2 separate regions of the Mus musculus genome follow, and region 2 is linked to region 1. Evidence: chromatin contacts called from public capture Hi-C data. All regions are on one chromosome and are shown on one strand. The core of a region is the stretch at or near the end of the contact, and the rest is flanking DNA. Distances in the headings are between cores, read along the strand shown.

Region 1 (5,560 bases), core at 2,452-4,951:
GTCTGGCTTCCCATCCGGAGCCTGCCTGATGCCATGCATAAAACGGCTTGCTCACATCACTCCAGGACCTTAGACAACTCAATTCAAATCAGCATTAAACATTTATATTTTTGCGCATCGAGAGAATTAGTCAGGAGTTGCCCTGCAAACATGAAAGACACCATTATTTAATTAGAATTAATATATGTAAATTACAGAAAATTAGGAAAAGGAACAACCCGAGTCAAAATGATTGTTTAATTAACTTATAATTCCGACACCCTGATACGACATCTCTATTGTTGATTTATTGTGTTTACTTCCATATTACTCTATTATGACATGGATTCTTTGCCATCAATTTAAAAAAAAAAAAGTCGACTGTACGAGATGATAGAAAATTGTGAGAAATTTCTAGACAGAGGAAATATGGGCATCTGTATAATTGAATTTCTTTACACATAAGCTGCATTTCCACGTGAAATTATATTCCGCTGCCACTCTTCCATGTCAATAACCACGCATCTATAGCAACAGGAAGCAGCAGAACCGAACCGTCTTCACTGCCCAGGCCAACCATGGCTTTGCCCCACAAAGGCCGGGTTGCTGGGGCATCAAGGGTTTGGCATGGTGACTCACACTGCTGTGGCAGATATCCTTGTGGGGAAGCTACCTGATTTCTTTGCATGGCAGTGGCACTGCTGGGCTGGGGAGCAGGCAGCTATGCACTATGATGGGGACACCTGAGAAATGCCGTGTTGGGTCTCACCATCACTAGAATGTGCCCATACAAATCTAGGTGGTCCAGCCTGCCTCCCACCTATCATTAAATCCATCACCAAAGATAGCTATCGACCCAGTCGAAACCACCCAAGGCTGCCATTGGCAACAACACAGCAGCCTGGCTTGGAGCAACTGGGGATTTTATACAAATAAGAGAACTGTACTCTCAAAACTATAAAAAACACAGAACAGCAAACACTTAAGCCAATAACACCAAGGGCCGTCACCACAAGCAAGCGCCCCGTGCCCCATGTCATTGCGTTCACTGTGGTCTTTAATCTTATTTTCATTCTTTTGTGTACGTGTGCTAAATATTTAGCACATGGTGTGCATGTGTGTGTGTATACCTGTTTGCACGTGTGAGGTCACTTGTGTATTGGGAGCACATGCACACGGGTGTGTGTGCATGTAGCGGCTCCAAGCCTGAAGATGCTCCATGGTGCTTCCACCTTATTCAATAAGGCAGGGTCTCTCAATCAAACCCAGAACCACCTTATTCAATAAGGCAGGATCTCTCAATAAAACCCAGAGCTCACTGAATATGGCTAACCTTGCCAGCCTGCTTGTTCTGAGTATCCCTCACCTCCAGCCTTCCCCAGGCTGAAATTATAGGCGGCCTGCCATGCCTGTCTGACTAATACGTGGGTTCTGTGGGATCTGAACTCGGGTCCTAAGCTTGCACAGCAAGCCCTTGAGCCACTGAGCCAGCCCCTAGTGCATTCTCATATGAGTGGCTGACTCCAGGTGTGTGGACTCCAGCATTATCGTTCAGGAACACTGCATTGCCCTGTGACATCACCGTGCAGCTCCACTGCGATCTCACACTCAATGTTCTCAATGGCATGGCTGCCGGTTCTGCAGTGTTCCACCTCGGAGCTACTACCCAGCTGCATTGCCATCTCACGCAGTGCCCTGTGGGCCGGGACTGAACTTGTGAGGCTTTTCGCATATTGCTACATGACCTCTGTAATAGTATTAAAAGAAGTGATTTTGGAGCCCAGGGGTGGTGACTGCACCTGGAAGGCAGACACATGAGAGTCAGGAACTTGAGAGATTTCTGGGCCACAAAGCAAGACTCCCTTTAAAAAGAGTAGTTCTGGGATGTTTCCTTAGCTTCTAATTTTGTTCATATCAAATGTCTCGAGAACCAGGACTCTGTCTTCCAGATGTTTATCACTGCTGGCCTGTGAGTGCCATTGGGGGGCGGGGGACAGTGGGAGTGGTTTCCTGAGGTCCTGCTGCAGTGCCAACCAAGTTGCAGAGCTACAGGTTGTGTCTTGTCCCCTAGATGTGTCGGGCAGATGGCGGGGTTGCAAATCCTCTAACACAGCAATGCATTCTCTTCCTAGTGTGATGACCCAGACCCCTGATACACGGCACATTTCCCTCTGTCACCCATGGAAACAGTACATGGAGCTAGTCAGATGAGTGACTGTGAGCCCAGATTCCGTTCCCAGCACCCAAGTGGCTCGGCTCACAATGCCTCCGATAACTGCAGCTCCAGGGGACCCAACATCCACTTCTTTCTGGTCTCCATAGGTACCCGCACTCACCTGCACAGATGGACACATGGACACATAATTTAAGAATAAAGTAAAAATTTTGAAAATATACATGAAAGTTGGACACCATCATGGTTTGGTTGCTGCGTGTCCCCCTCACCCCAAAGGTTTACCCATCAGAGCTGGGGTGATGGCTCACTGAGGAAAACACTTAACTTGCAGGCATGAGGACCCATGTTTGATCCCAGAACACACACACACACACATACATACAAGCACTGTGGCATGTGCCATCCAGCAGTGGTGGGAGTGGCAGGGAAAGACTGTGTTGGAAGCGGGTCACTTTTCATGTTGTATACTATTCTGCAGTCTAGATGCAGCAGGATGGTTCAGTCTGTCTTCCCTTGTGGCATGTGCAGGTATTTGTCTTTACAAGCAACTGAGTGGCCTTGCTATGGTGCCTCCGCATCCCTGTCAGGAATATTCTCTTGCGGGATGCTTAACCACAGATGTTGGATCTAAGGGGCATGCATGGTCCTTCTGAAAGGTTTTCACAGTGTGTTTCCCACAAGCTTTAGAAGTGTGCCATCCTGCTGTCCCACACTCCCGGACCCTGACACAGGTCCAAGGCAAAACAGGGCCAACCAGCGACAGCCCAGAGCCTCCCAAACCATGTGCTGGAGTAGAACTTTGCTCTGCGTAAATTGATTCTCGCTAGACACAGGGCCCTCTGTTAGTCCAGCTTCACCTGGAGCACCTGTGTTAATGTCCCTCTCCCCTCTCCTCTCCTGTCTTCCCCAGCAGGCCTCAGACAAGACAGCGAAGAACTCCAAATATATAGACAAGGAGATAGCAAACCTTAAGAAGGATCTTATGCGAAGCCGGTGAGTGAGCCCTGGGAGGGATGACTTGTGAGCCGCAGGCACTGCGGGCCAGGCTGGGGACAGGGAGCGGGGGGGGGGGGGGGGGGGGGGGGGGCGAGCCTCTCCATAGACATTCATCGGAAGACCTGGTGTGCCAGGGAAAGAACACAGGGGATCAACGCGTCCGAGACGCCTCCCCTCCCGGCATCTGTCCCACGCTGCTGAATGATGGGTGGGCCTACGTGGGGGTGGGGTGGGGGGGACAGGGCTGGAGGATAGGTCACAGGGTTAAACAACCCCGAGAGCTACAGGCCCTTTCCATGTGAGAGGTGGCTCTGTCTACTCTCCTGGGGCCTGGCCATGATGTAATCTCTAAATTGTGCCGGTGCACACTAGAAAGGGAGCAGACAGAAGCGAGTTCAAATGAAGAACTGTCTGGATTGGGTCAGCCTGTGGCCATGACGGTGAAGGGTTTCTTCTTAAGTGAGATGATCAGGAAGGAAAGAACCACCCTGAGCATGTGTGGCTTTACCCCCTGGTCTGGGTCCTGGGCGCTTTCATTTCTCTCTGCCCTGGCTGGGGATGTCATGTGACCAGCTCCTTCCAATCCCTGCCTTGACTTTCCCAGAGGATGCTCTATAGCCTGGATGGAGTTGTAAAGCAAAAACAAAACAAAACAAAACAAAAACAAAAACACCTTTTCTTCCCCTAGAACATTCTCCAAGAGAGAGGGGGAAGAGCAATGAACAGCTTAGAGTCCACTGTTCCCAGCGGAAGCACGCATGCGTCGCGTACTAACATGCACCCCTCCAGGTTCCCAGTGTCTCCTCGCCCTCTCCCGTCCATGACCTGGAGAAAGTTCCAATCCCGAAACCCCCATGTGACTTTGTTTGTAACAAGGGCCACTAGATGGGTAACTGAGGGTCAATGAAGTCAAATGTCCTTATCCAGTCTGTGTCCTTATAAGAAAAGGGAGAGCGGTCAGAAATCCATGCACAGAACAAGAGGTTTCACAAAGAGCCGCAGTTAGCATAGGCAATGTCCAGGAGCCCATACTTTTGAACATGTGGTCCCCAGTGGGTGGCGCTGTTTCAGGAGGCTGTGGGACCTCCCTGGAGAAGGTAGGGCGTTAGGATCCAGCCTTGAGGTTCTATGGTTCAGCCACACTTCCTGGTCTGAGTCCTGATGGCAGCCCAGCCAGACTTGTGGGTCTGCCGCCATGCCTCCCCCACCATGACTGACTGTATTCCTTCTGCAACATCAGCTGCAATAAACTCTTCCTCTCCTAAGCTGGTTTTAGGTGGGGCATTCCATCGCAGCATCAGAGAAATAATGAATACAGAGAGTGTTGAAGCAAACGCCCTCCCAGCTCTGGGTCTGCTGACGCCATTGTATCTGCATGTGTCTGAGAGTATGTATATGTGTGTGAGTGAGTATGTGCATGTGTGTGAGAGGGTATGTGTGTATTTGTATGTGAGTGTGTTTTGTGTGTGATTGCATGTGTGTTGAGTGTGTGTGAGAGTGTGTATCTGTGTGTCTGTGTGTAAAGTTTGTAATAATTTATACAGAGAGATCCTAGGTCTGATGCCTGAAGGAGAGAGAGAGCCATTCACACAAAGGGGGAGCAGCCGTGGTTCTTCAGAGCATGAGTTGAGGGGGTGATGAAGTCAGGACATGCTGGGCATACTGCAGCATCAGAGGGGCCTGTGTAGAGCCTCGGGGTAAGCTAGGTTGAGAGAGGAAAGAGATGGAGCTAAAATGTCAGGAAGGCCATGCAGAAATGTTTGGCGTAGCTGCTGGAGGGTTCTGAGCAAGAGGGGGTAGTCAGATTTTAAAAAAATAACTACACTCACTTCGTAGAGATGGCCTGGAAGGTCGTGGTAAGGGTGATGCTTGTGAGGGTCAGGAAAAGAAACAACAGGAAGAGGACGGACTCAGAGTTGCAGCCATCAGACTGGGTGTTGGTGTGGGCGTGGGAGCTGAAGAGAAAGGCAGCACCCGTGTCTGAAGGCCCATCTGCCTGTTAGGATGTAGAGGCTCAAAGCCCTGTCCTGTTCATGCTATGCTCCCAAATAAGGATTCATAGGATGGATTTTGTTATTCACCTTGATAACTTAGCTAACACTGCAGAAGAAGATTAACATGCCAGTAAAAAATGATACACACACATGCATATAAACCATACACACACACCTCACACACAATGCACACACACCATAAACATGCATATGCATAAACAATATACCACTCACACATACATGTACATATGTGCACACCATACATACACATACATGCACGTGCACATATGTGCACACCATACACATGCATACCATACACATATACACACTCGTGCATGTACATGCACACACAGACTATACATGCCATAGACATATACACATTATACATACATCATATACATATACACATACCATA
Region 2 (5,468 bases), core at 1,398-3,897, 570 kb before region 1:
CTACATCTTCATCCAAAGGAAGCCAGGAGTAGACTGTCCTCAGGCAGCTAGGAGGAGGGTCTCAAAGCCCACCCCCACAGTGACACCACCACCTAATAGTGCCACTACCTGAGCAAAGTATATCCAAACCACCACATTCTAATCCCTGGCTCCATAGGCTTGTTGAAACACCTGAGTCTTTGGGGGCCATACCTAGGCATAGCATAATGCAAAATATATTAGTCCAACTTCAAAAGTCCCATAGTCTAAGTCTCAACAATGTTAAAAGTCCAAAGTTCCAAAGTCTCTTCTGAGATTCATGCAATCTCTAGACTGTAATCCCCTATAAAATCAAAATCAAAAAGCACATCACATACCTCCAACATCATGCAGGATATGCATTACCATTCCAAAGCGTCATGGTGAGGAAATATTAGACCAAAGCAAGACCAAAAGCCAGCTGGGCAAACTCCAACCTCAGCATCTCCATATCTGATGTCAAAGCAGTCTTCAGATCTCCAACTCCTTCATCTTTGTTGACAGCAACAAACGTCTTACTCTTTCTCCCTGTTAACAGCTTTTCTCAGCAGGTGTCCCAAGGCTCTGGCATCTCTAACACTTTGGGGTATCCAAGGTAACTTCGACTCTACAACTTCTAGTTTCACACCCAATCTTCTGGGCTTCTCAAAAGGGCTTAGGTCACTTCTCTAGATCTGCCCTCTGTAGCACTCTGGTTGACTCCATTCCACTGCTGTTGCTGTGCTTGGAGATCATTCCATGGTACTGATATCTCCAATACACTGGGGTCTTCTGCTGCAACTAGGCTTCGCCAAGAGCCTCTCATAGCTCCCTCTATGGTGCCAAGCCTCAACTTCTTCATGACTCCTTCAGCCCTGGGCCATCAACTACAACTAATGCTGTACTTTGACTAATGGCCTTCCCTGGCCTCTCACAGTACCAGGTCTCAGTTGTTCTTCATGACCTCATATTTTCAAACCAGTACCACCTGGGTGACTCTTACACACTACTGAGTCCAGCTACTAGCATGAAGTACAACTTTGGTTGACTCTGGAACACAGCTTCTTTATGGCTTCAGAACTCACTTCCCAGGAGGTTTCACCTCAGTGATGCTTGGTCTCTTCTTAATCACTGCTAATTTCTTAGCTCCAGCTAACCAGCATCAATTGTAATCGCTTCTATTCTAAAGGTAGAGCCACATGGCCAAGGCTGGCAAGTGTTGCTGTTTGCTGGGGCTGGAACATGGCCCCCTTGTTTTACTATATTATCACCAGCTTTCTGTTTTCCAACTCCTTCACTATCTAAGATTGGCTGTCCTGATACTTGCTCTGTAGACTTACCTTGAACGTGAGAGATCACATTGCCTGTCTCCTGAGTTCTGCGATTAAAAGAGTTAAATCACCATGCCTGGACCTAAGTTTTTCTCTACTTGGAACTTGCCCCATCCCAGGCTGGTCTTGGACTCAGAGCTCTGCTTGCCTCTGTCTCTGGGGATTAAAGGTGTGCACCTCCCAGCCAGGGCTTAAGCTTCTCGTGGCCATGATTCCTTGAGATCTGGATCAAAAGACTGTGCCTTCCAGGCTCAAGATCTGGATCACAGGTGTGTCCTCCGTTTTTGGATTGTACTTTATTCCAGATTAAAAATCCAAATGAGAACAATAACCTGTCATAAAAATGGTTAGATAGAACTACTCCTTCTTCAACTACAGAAGCATACATTTAGCTAGGTGGGATCTTGTCCCAAGGTCACCAGTCCCTTAGTTCCATTTAATACCCTTGAGCACAGATTTAGCTTCATTCTACTTCCTGGTGCCCTTTATTCTTTGAACCATACATTCTGTATTTTTCCTTTCTATGCTTGCTGCTTCATTAAAATGTTCTTCAGAAGAGTGTACTTTAGTAACCACACGCAAGAAATTATACCAGGCTGTTTTGAGACTTCCTTTGTCAAAGCAATTAATCTAAAACTCTTTACCTTAGTCTCGGGCGGACTCGTCGGGACGATGGCAAAAGGCAGCCACATTCTTCACCAAAGTTTCATTAAAAAACTCTCTAGGCCACATACTAAAAGTCATCTTCTCTGAAACCTCTTGAACTAGGTCCCTACAGCTCGAAACACACTCAGGAACACTGTCTTCTGTGCTTCTAATAGTATGGCCCATTAAGGCCCACTTAAAGCAGTCTTCTGCTTTCCAAAGTCCCCAAATCCACATTCCTTCAAAGAAAAGCATGGTCAGGCCTTTCACAGTAACACCCCAGTCCCCGGTACCAAATTCTGTGCTAGCTAAGGTTTCCATTGTTGTGAAGAGACACCATCACCATGGTAACTCTTACAAAGAACATTTAATTGGGGCTGGCGTACAGTTTCAGAGGTTCAGTCCATTATCATCACGACAGGAACCACAGCAGCATCCAGGCAGGCATGGCACTGGAGGAGCTGAGAGTTTTACGTCTTCATCCAAAGGAAACCAGGAGCAGACTGTCCTCAGGCAGCTAGGAGGAGGATCTCAAAGCCCACCCCCATAGTGACACCACCACCTAATAGTGCCACCCCCTGAGCCAAGAATATTCAAAACACCACAGTGGGTGTGGTGTATTATTTACAAATTCGCCCCTCATGAGTCCAGTGGTCTGGATAGGTGACACAGCAAATCTTCCCTGTGGTTTAAGGTTTCAAAGGCACCAGGGGAAACTGAACCATGGGAGCCTAAGTCAGGGTGATGGATGGGGCTGGACATCATCTGCTGCAGGGGAATCACAGGGATATGTGGGCCAGGTTTGGTAGGCAATCCTCCCCCATCCCTTGCTTGTTTTATCTTCAGAGCCAATCTTGTCAACTTAATATTCTGCCCTGAATTCAGCTGTCTTGGGGATGTTCTTGTGGCCCCTGTATTATGCAGATGTAGCAAAATGTTTGCTGCAGAGATTAAAGACTTCTTACTGGAAATCCCCTTGCTGCAGCACCCATTGTGTTTTTCTTCCTCTTACTTTGCAATGTTTTCTTTTAGACAGTCATGTACAGCGTTCTCTCAAAAAACCAACAGGGACCCAGTATCTCTGTTATGATTCCATCAACAACCCTGCTATTTCTTTGTTAGTGCTGGTCTCTTGGCAGAGTGGCTTAGTTATCCAGCCACAGCTGCTGAGACTTCATGTGTGCAACAGCTCTGTCTTGTCACAAAAATGCCATTTTCCAGCAGTTCCTTGCAACCTCTAACTCTTATGATCTCCGTTCCCCCACTCCTGTGACTCCGAGTCCTATGGGGGAAGGTGTATGATAGAAATGTCCTGAGTGTGGTAGAGCTGGCTACCCTGGCTTGTTCTCTCCTCTCTGAACAGCTGGGAGTGTCTGTTATTAACCCCATCTGTTTGCTCTAGTTGGCAGCAGGAACCTGGGAGAACGGGGCCTCAAAATGAGGTAGATCTATAAAGTCTCATACAATAACTAACTTTGTTCAGAGCATCAGACAATGTATACTCTGAGGGTTAAAAAAGAGTCATCCAAGAAAATGTCCAATCACAAGGGCAAACTGCACATAGGAAAAACATGTTTGTCTCACAGACTCTGGTAAACAGATAACAATAGCCAGCTGTAATGAATAATCTAAAGTGAAGTCACTCCTGTCTGCTACCCCTGGTAGGGGCAGGGAGGCACATTCCAAGAACAGCCATGTTATGGAGGGACAAAGGTTACAAGACTCTTGTCTTGTTTACGTGGAGTTTCCTCAAGAGGTCTCAGATACCTCTGCAGACAGCTCCATTCTTAGATCATGCTCTGACATGTGTCCATCATAAAAAGACATCTCTCTGATGGGGTTGTGAGCTGCATGAATCTATTGGTATAGAAGTGAATACTTAGAAGCTGGTTTGGGGCTATGTCCATCGACAAAATGAAGAGCAGCTGCATGCTGGGAGCAGGAGAGGTCATCTGGGATGTGGTCCCTGGTAAGCTGTCTGTCTTAGTCAGGGTTTCTATTCCTGCACAAACATCATGACCAAGAAGCAAGTTGGGGAGGAAAGGGTTTATTTGGCTTACACTTTCATACTGCTGTTGATCACCAAAAGATGCAGGACTGGAACTCAAGCAGGTAAGGAAGCAGGAGCTGATGCAGAGGACATGGAGGGATGTTCTTTACTGGCTTGCCTCCCCTGGCTTGCTCAGCCTGCTCTCTTATAGAACCCAAGACTACCAGCCCAGAGATGGTCCCACCCACAAGAGGCCTTTCCCCCTTGATCACTAATTGAGAAAATGCCTTACAGTTGGATCTCATGGAGGCATTTCCTCAACTGAACCTCCTTTCTCTGTGATAACTCCAGCCTGTGTCAAGTTGACACACAAAACCAGCCAGTACAGCTGTCTGTACTCAGGGTGTGCATGGCTCTTTACCTGTGCATATGTAAGCAGTGCTTATTGGACTCAGTGGGTTAGAAAAGGAGGCCACGAAGTTAGAAGGGGTACACGCTGGGATGATCAGGACTCAGCTTGACCATTCAGAATCATCAGGGTCTGATGAGTAGCACTGTGATAAACGGGCTGAACAACAGAAAGAGATTAGTGTTGAATTGTATCTTTGCATAACCACGGTCGGCTTAAATTCTCTGTATGAATTCATTGAGCATGAGCTTGGGCTGAGAAGCTCACGGTCAGCTCTGGTGCTGATGGGAGCCAGTTCTGGCTCTCACCAGTGGTGATTCTACATGGTCTGAGTTTGGCTCTTGACTGTGCCTATTACTTAGTCACTGCATAAAGTTGGTCAATTTACTGAACACCCAGGAGGCCCGGTTTTCTCGTCTGTAAGTGATGACACTAATAGGATTTCAGTTGGGAGCTGGTGGGGAGCGTGAGAGGAGATGAAGTGTTGAAGGCTTAGGCTGACACACAGAAAGCGGCAGCTAGGCTGAAGCAGAAGGAAAGGCCCACTCTCAATCAAGACAGGTGTTGCTATAGTAACGGATAACAGCCAGATCACAGTGGCTTAACAACATAAAACTTCCTCAGTCCTGTGGTGTCATAAAGACCCACTGGCAAGGAGTAGGGTGGGGGCCTTTTCAGAGTGTTGATGTGTTTTCAGGATCTTTGTATCAGGAATAAATGAAGGAGAAGATGCAGAATTGTGCGCCCTCTTCCAAAGCTTTGGCCATTAGTGGCAGATGTAACTCACGTGTACATTTTAGACATAACAAGCTGGTAAAGATAAGGAAGTCACACTTTGTAAAGAGTAATTCTGCCTTGTTCCTCAATCTTTAAGAAGACAGCCTTGGAGATTCATATAAAACCATATACACACCCTTCCCTCTAGCAGATTTTACTAATTTTTTTCCAGTAATAAAACTATTGTTGAAGTTGAGCAGAGACAGTAGATGATATTACCCTATGTGTCAATGTCTTTGTGCCTGTGGGGGCCCTGGAATGAACTACTAAGGGCCCCAAGGTCTCAAAGAGCATGCATATTCTTGAAGGGGTACATCTC

What was found. Capture Hi-C pulls out chosen DNA fragments and counts their contacts.
Region 2: a contact with region 1 is called in a capture Hi-C map of embryonic stem cells, with 4 times the contacts expected there. The contact joins two enhancer-like sites. A contact is called at or near these places in 3 of 115 datasets of contacts at active chromatin or transcription factors (embryonic basal ganglia and embryonic stem cells) and 1 of 9 other capture datasets (embryonic stem cells).

What each region holds. Positions count from the first base shown.
Region 1 is chr5:116,222,857-116,228,416 of GRCm38.p6, reverse strand. Ccdc60 (coiled-coil domain containing 60) reads left to right here. Exons shown (of 14, transcript NM_177759.3): 2 at 3,066-3,148. Among named protein-coding and RNA genes, the nearest start is that of Gm36502, 6.4 kb to the left of the region's middle. Within about 2 kb of position 3,701, at least 3 of the 459 cell types and tissues checked have an H3K27ac peak or open chromatin away from gene starts, as enhancers often do. A contact at or near this core is called in embryonic stem cells, where this site is marked.
Region 2 is chr5:116,794,815-116,800,282 of GRCm38.p6, reverse strand. No RefSeq gene overlaps it. Among named protein-coding and RNA genes, the nearest start is that of Gm29843, 5.1 kb to the left of the region's middle. Within about 2 kb of position 2,647, at least 6 of the 459 cell types and tissues checked have an H3K27ac peak or open chromatin away from gene starts, as enhancers often do. A contact at or near this core is called in embryonic stem cells, where this site is marked.